2 separate regions of the Sus scrofa genome follow, and region 2 is linked to region 1. Evidence: chromatin contacts called from public HiChIP or PLAC-seq data. All regions are on one chromosome and are shown on one strand. The core of a region is the stretch at or near the end of the contact, and the rest is flanking DNA. Distances in the headings are between cores, read along the strand shown.

Region 1 (3,419 bases), core at 49-2,548:
GCCCCCACCCACCTGGGCCAGTGCTTTGTTGGACATGTAGTGTAAACAAGAAATAAATCTTTGTTGCTTTAAGCTGCTGAGATGTGAGATTATTTGTTACCCAGCATAATTTAGGTTGTCCTTATGTACAAATGGCCACCATTTATTAAGCATCTCCCATGGGTCATGCTCTTTCCTTATCAAATGGCTAGAAAGATCCTATTGCTATTTGCGTGTGTGTGTGTGTGTGTGTGTGTGTGTGTGTGTGTGTGTGTGTGTGTGTGTCTTTTTAGGGCCACACTGCAACATATTGAGGTTCCCAGGCCAGGGGTTGAATCAGAGCTACAGCTGCCAGCCTACACCACAGCCACAGCAATGTGGGATCCGAGCGGCGTCTGCAACCTATACCACAGCTCCGGCCACGCCATCCCACTGAATGAGGCCAGGGATCAAACCCACATCCTCATGGATACTAGTTGGGTTTGTTAACCACTGAGCCATGATGGGAACTCTGACCCTGTTACTATTTAAGAGTCCTGGCATTCCATGTTGAAAACTTTCTTGGCCTTCCATCTCATTTGGAGTGAAAGCCTGGTTCTTCCCACCAGGACCTAGAAAGCTCTTCACTGTCTGGTACCTGCTCTGCCTCCCTGCTATTATTCCAGCATGCCAAGTAAGATTCCCCTCAGCCCTTTGCCCTTGCTCTTCCTACTGCCAGGATGCTGTTCCTGTTATCCCTATGTTTTTGCTACCTCACCCTATCTGCTCAAACATCACTTTCTCAGGAAGGTGTTCCCAGGCACCTCTTAATGTTTAACCCCCTGACTACATGCTTCCCATCTGCCTCCTCTGCTTTATTATTATTTCTCCCTCAATTTAATAGGTCTTATTTCTCTTGTTTACTCTCTCTCTCTCTACTGAAACAGGACCTCTCCCAGGGCAAGGGTTTTTGTTGGCTTTGATCCCTGCTGAATCCCCAGAGCCTGGAACATAGGAAGTTCTCAAGAAATTAATTTGAATGGATGAATACATGGGCTCCTTGAATTTTCCCAACAATCTATGAGGAAGGGATTTTTTAACCCCATCTTCAGAGGAGGAAGCAAAGACTCAGCATATGACCAGAGGTACTCATCAGTAAGACCCACATTCTAAATCTGGCTTGTCTGACAGGGAGGGCGACAGCAATACTACAGGAGGCTTCTCATCTTTATCTGGAATGTCTGGGGGGCTACCATCACTCAGGCTGGTCCCTTCTCAGCCTGGTACAGGCAGATCTGCAGGGCTGGGGCTTCTGAATCAGGCAGCAGCGCCACCTGCTGGACACATGAATACTTGGGCATCTCTTGTTGCTGCCTCATGGTAGCATGGGAAGGGACCAGGCAAGCTCTGGGACTTAGCCCCCAGGCTCTCAAAGAGGTGAAGAATGCGCCTACAGGGTGTGAGCCAAGATGTTCCATCATTCCCATGCTTATTCACAGCATGGTTAAGAGCTCCAGAGCTGGGCTCCAACAGACCCAGGTTCAATTCCAAACCGGACCACTTTCTTGCTGTGCAACCCTGAGCAATCCCTGAGCCTCATATGCCTCATCTGCAAAATGGGTATGATCACAGCATCTACCTAATGGGTGGTGAGGATCAAGCTAGTAATGCCAACATACCACCTCTCAGAGGAGCCTTACTAGCCTATGCCCATTTGAAAGAGCTCCCTGTCTTCCTCCAAAATTTTTTTTCTTTTTAGGGCTACACCCACAGCATATAGAGGTTCCCAGGCTGGGAGTTGAATCGGAGCTGTAGCCACCAGCCTGCTGCACAGCTGCAGCAACGCAGGATCTGAACCATGTCTTCAACCTACACTACCACTCATGGCAACACCGGATCCTTAACCCACTGAGTGAGGCCAAGAATCGAACCTGCATCCTCATGGATACCAGTCAGATTCATTTCTGCTGAGCCACAAAGGGAACTCCTCCAAGCCATTTTTTTATCCTTTCACTTTGCCTTATTTTTTTCTTTATAGCACATACCACCATTTGACATTTTAATATTCCTTGTTCACTAGCTTTGCCACAAAATGTCATCTCTATCATGGTAAAGATCTTACTCGCTGCTGTGTCCCAAGAGCCTCCTGCAGGGCTGAGCACATTGTACACTTGACAAAAATACTTATGTGTTGAAACACACTTTGTATTTAGACTCTAAGTATTCAGTAAATATTGTTACTGTGATTATGCATTCATTTATTCACTTATGCTTTTATTCATTTGCTCATCTCTTAGTTGATTCACTCACACATATATTTCTTATTATGGTAAAATATACATAACACAAATTTTACCACTTTAACCATTTTTAAGTGTGCTGTTCAAGTGCATTGGGTACCTTCACGTTGTGCTATCATCACCACCATCCATCTCTAGAACTTTTTCATCTTCCCAAACTGAAATTCTGCCCCCATTAAACACCAACTCCCTATTTCCCCTCCCCCATGCCATGGCACCCACCATTTTAGCTTTTGTCTCTATGATTTTGGCTACTCCAGGGACCTCATATAAGAGGAAGGTTTTATATTTTTGTCACGTGTGAGCCCCTTCTATATACATAGGAAGTGGTTCTTGTGTTGCTACAGTGAGGTTGAAGATCAATGCAGGTAAAGCACCTAGAACAGGACCAGTCACAGGGAAAAGCCTGAATCAAATGGGCTCTGTCTCCTGCAGGTTCCTTTCTGGGAGGCCAGGTGGTCCAGCCGGGCAGGTAATTCTCAGACTCCCCTCTCTGCTTCCCTCTGTGGCCGCTATACTCAGCACAGCCACCAGGTGGAAGCCCTGTTCCAAGAAGAGGCCTTCAGCTGCTGCCTTTAAGTGAGCAGGGATGCTCTGGGAAGGAGCATGTCTGGGGCTCCAGGGGCAGCAGGAAGTGGGATACAGGTTCTTATGTCCTTCAGAGTTTGGACATAAGAGCCAATGCAGAGGCTGCAAGGCCCCAACAAGGAGGAGAGGAAAGGCTGCATGTTGTAGGGGGAACTGAACAGGTTGGTTCTGGACACACCTGGGCTCAAGCCCAGCTCAGCCACTTTTCTGCTGGGTGGTGTTGGGTGAGTCTTTTTACCTCTCTGGGCTTCTGCTTTGCCATCTGTAAAATGGGTCTTCTGATGACCCTCTGCAGGGTTGTCAGGAAAAGTGAAAACACAGCAAGTGCTACTTGTTTATTGCCATTTATTGGTGTCTTTTGATGTGGAGGAAAGTTTCTCTCTGTGACCACTACAGAGCCAGGAGGTGAGGGGAATCTTTATTCTTCTTCCTGCCGTCCACTAAAGGTCACTCCAGTTCCTTCTAGTTAAGTTCTCACCACCTGCCAGAACCTGAGCCAGTGCCTGACCACCCTGAGAGGTCAGTTCTTCTCCAGCCACTTTACAGTCTGAGTCTCTCCCACCTGCTCCTCAG
Region 2 (3,255 bases), core at 332-2,831, 550 kb before region 1:
GGATATGTACTCTAGCATTAATAAATGCTTATAAATTAAAGCTTGTGAACTCTTGATTTTTCTGTTGTCCACTTCACCCCTGCTATCCCAGTTACTCCTACTGCAGCAGTGATGGCAACAGTAGGGTATTGTATTAATCTCCAAGTAAGATTTGATTTGAACAACTTGTCCTGAACATGCCTATTACCCAAGATGCAACTGTTGCTAATCTTTTTACATATAAACCCTTGACATTATTTACTCGGTTCTTTAGAGTATTAAAATTGCCGGTTTTGGAGTTCCTGCTGTGGCACAGTGTGTTAATGATCCAGCTTGTCTCTGTGGAGGCCCTGATTTGATCCCTAGTCTGCCCAGTGGGTTAGGCATTGCTGCAACTGTGGTGTAGGTCACAGCTCCCACTCAGATTTAGTCCCTAGCCCAGGAACTTCCATATGCCCCCGGGAGGTGGCTGAAAAAAGGGAAAAAAAAATTTGTAAGTTTTTGGTTTATAGTATAGCACACCCCTTGATATTTTCTGAATTTCCTGATAGCATACAACAGTATCAGTATAGAAACATTTCCTATGGTGATTAGTCTATTTACAATGCCAAAAGCTAACTACCATCTCCAAAGATAAAACTATTTTCCCCCTTACTTTGTTAGCAAGTTTTTCCTGTGCTGAAGGCTCTGAACATTCAGCGATTTACTTGTTCGCTAAGCACCGCTTGCACTGGATACTGGTTATATGAAGTTTAAGCTCCCAGCCCTTCCTGTCAGGAGTGACATGGTGCTATGCTACTCTATTGGCCTCCAATACACAGACAGAACAGCTTTCCTATATGCAAAGTGAAAATAATTTTATCCCCACCCCCCCCCCCATCATTTCCAGTAGGCTTTCTGTCTTGGATACATATTCTTACTTGTTTAAGCTTCTCTCTTTCTCTTCCCCTCATTTTTTAGAAGGTTATAATATTAGTGAATAAGACACTCTAAATGTAGTTCTGGCAACTATTTTGGGAGCCACAGACCATTATTTAATCCCTGTGAGCCTCAGTTTCTGCTGCTGTAAAAAGTGATACCATCCCTGCCCAGTTTATGTGAGTTGTTTATGAGGGTTGTGAGGGAAGGTATATATAACATGGCATCAGCATTTTAAATATACAGTGAAAGTGTAAATGGACATTGTAAAATAACTTTTCAAAGAGAAAGAAAGAAAAAAAAAAAAAAGAATAAAATGTGTGGTATGTGTCCCACAGCAAAACAGTTAAGAGTTTCTGAAGCCCCAAAGTGAAGCTACACCAGAGTTAAATTCCATGGAAGTTTGCTTCCATGAAGGATTTTTGACTTTTTACTCAGGTCCTGAAAAAGCAACTTCCTGGGTTTTCTTTTCCTCCTACGGTCTCTCAGTGGCAGGGCTGCTTCCTGTCCAGAGCAGCCCTGCCCCAGCCTCTCTCTCTGTGCGGACTCTCCACCTCCTCTTTTTCTTTCAAACACTTAATACATTTAGAGCCTGATCTTGTGCAGAAAATATCCCTGACATTTGAGGAGCCCCGGGGATGCAGTGAGCATGCTCTGTGCTCCCTCCCGCTGGGAAGAGGAAGCTCATTTGCATACGAGTCATACCAGGCATAGTGGCGTGTGGGCGCCGCGGACTTGCAGCGGGCTGTGAGGGACGCGGGCGCCGCTTTGTCCTAGGAAATGTGCTTCGTGGTTTTCTTCCTTGCTCCTTCCTTACGTCGAAGAAAGCTTCATCAGGACTTCTGAAACGATTTTTAAATGCTTGATTGAGGATCCAGGACGTGTACCGTCTACAAATAAACCCTTGAAGGGTTTTCTGCAGTTCAATTTTTTGCGAGTGCGTTCTTTTTTCTTTCTTTCTTTCTTTTTTTTTTTTTTTTTTTAGCTTACTTTGTTTTGATCAGCTGAGGCTGGGCCTCCGTCTTTGTGAAGTTTCAAGAGAAGAGCCAGGAGCTACTCAGCAATAATTGCTTTTTGAAACGTACTCTTTCAGGGCGAAAGCAAAGAGCTGGTTTTCTGCGCTAGCCCAATAAATGCTATTTATGAAGATGGACCTGTTGAACTACCAGTACTTGGACAAGATGAACAACAATATCGGCATTCTGTGCTATGAAGGTAGACGTTCCCTTCTAGAAATTGCTACCCTGTTGCTTTGGTCAAGGCCACTCCTCCTTTCCGGTCCTGATGGACTTCTGTGCATTTTGTTCTCTTTCTTGGGACCTTAGCATGCCTTGAAAGGAGAGCGGTTCTTAGGTGCTGTTTCAGGACAAAGTTTGTTGTTTTGATCAGAGGCTTCAGGGGTTACAGTGGAGAGGGCGGGGGCGGGGCGGGGAGGTGTTGAAATATACATTGTTAAAAGTTTGCTTTATGCTTGCTACATACTAACTTTTCACTCTTTTAGCGTTTTTACAGTGTATTTCTTTTTTTTATTTCCGTTGGTGTTTTTTTAGAGGAAGAACTTCTAGGACCCAAGTAAAAAGTGAAACATGTCCGGTTCTCTCTCTCTCTTTTTGATACTCATTTTAAACACACACCATCTACATACAGTATTCCTGTTGTATTCCAACAGCCAGCAAGCACTTTGCATTTTCCTGTAGAGGGGAACAGAAAGTTACAGTGAGTTTTTGTTTTCGGGAGCGATTGTCCCAAACAATGAAGAATTTTTCTATTCAGTTTGGGGGACTGGGAGGGCACCCATGTCACAGAGCACAGACTGGCTCTTTGTCTGATTTACCATTTCCTGTTCAGCTCTGGGAGAGTTCTGACATTGAACGATGTTCCTCCACAGTTCCTCCACACTCTGGTCCCTTGTGGAAGTGATTGCACAACGCACCAACCAGAAAGCTAAATCCAAAAAAAAAAGGGAAGAAAAGAAAAAAAAAAAAAAAGAGCCCTGAATTCTTACTGTTTATTACCTCCTGCTAACCGTGAGGTATTTCCCCACTGTCCTGTAGTATTTCAGGCTGTCTGTTAGTAGCAAGGAGAGAAAAAGCGGTTCCTTAATCTGTTGAAACTTCATCTACGTGCGATTTGAAAAAGTGGTAATGGTCTGAGTCTGAGTCGCTGGAGACAGGGGAATTCAGCTTGGGCTTGGCAGGGGGAGTGTTTTTTTGTTGTAACCACATACAAATCGAGGTGGCATCTCCTCTCTGATTCAGCAGGAGAAGTTTTCATGTTTTTCTCTTCGCATTTTTCTTGAAAAAGAAAACACTGGGGAAACTTGGAAGGGTTATCTGACGTAGTTGTATCTTTTCACGT

What was found. HiChIP or PLAC-seq counts read pairs in DNA pulled down with a chosen protein or histone mark.
Region 2: an H3K27ac HiChIP or PLAC-seq map of alveolar macrophages shows a contact between it and region 1, with 7 times the contacts expected there. The contact joins two enhancer-like sites. A contact is called at or near these places in 4 of 47 Hi-C or Micro-C datasets (brain, embryonic fibroblasts, heart right ventricle and 1 more) and 2 of 2 datasets of contacts at active chromatin or transcription factors (alveolar macrophages and skeletal muscle).

What each region holds. Positions count from the first base shown.
Region 1 is chr13:67,230,775-67,234,193 of Sscrofa11.1, reverse strand. The region is part of intron 1 of HRH1 (histamine H1 receptor); the gene reads right to left. Among named protein-coding and RNA genes, the nearest start is that of HRH1, 23 kb to the right of the region's middle. Within about 2 kb of position 1,298, at least 2 of the 83 cell types and tissues checked have an H3K27ac peak or open chromatin away from gene starts, as enhancers often do. A contact at or near this core is called in alveolar macrophages, where this site is marked.
Region 2 is chr13:67,777,182-67,780,436 of Sscrofa11.1, reverse strand. The region is part of intron 2 of VGLL4 (transcription cofactor vestigial-like protein 4); the gene reads left to right. Among named protein-coding and RNA genes, the nearest start is that of VGLL4, 94 kb to the left of the region's middle. Within about 2 kb of position 1,581, at least 70 of the 83 cell types and tissues checked have an H3K27ac peak or open chromatin away from gene starts, as enhancers often do. A contact at or near this core is called in alveolar macrophages, where this site is marked.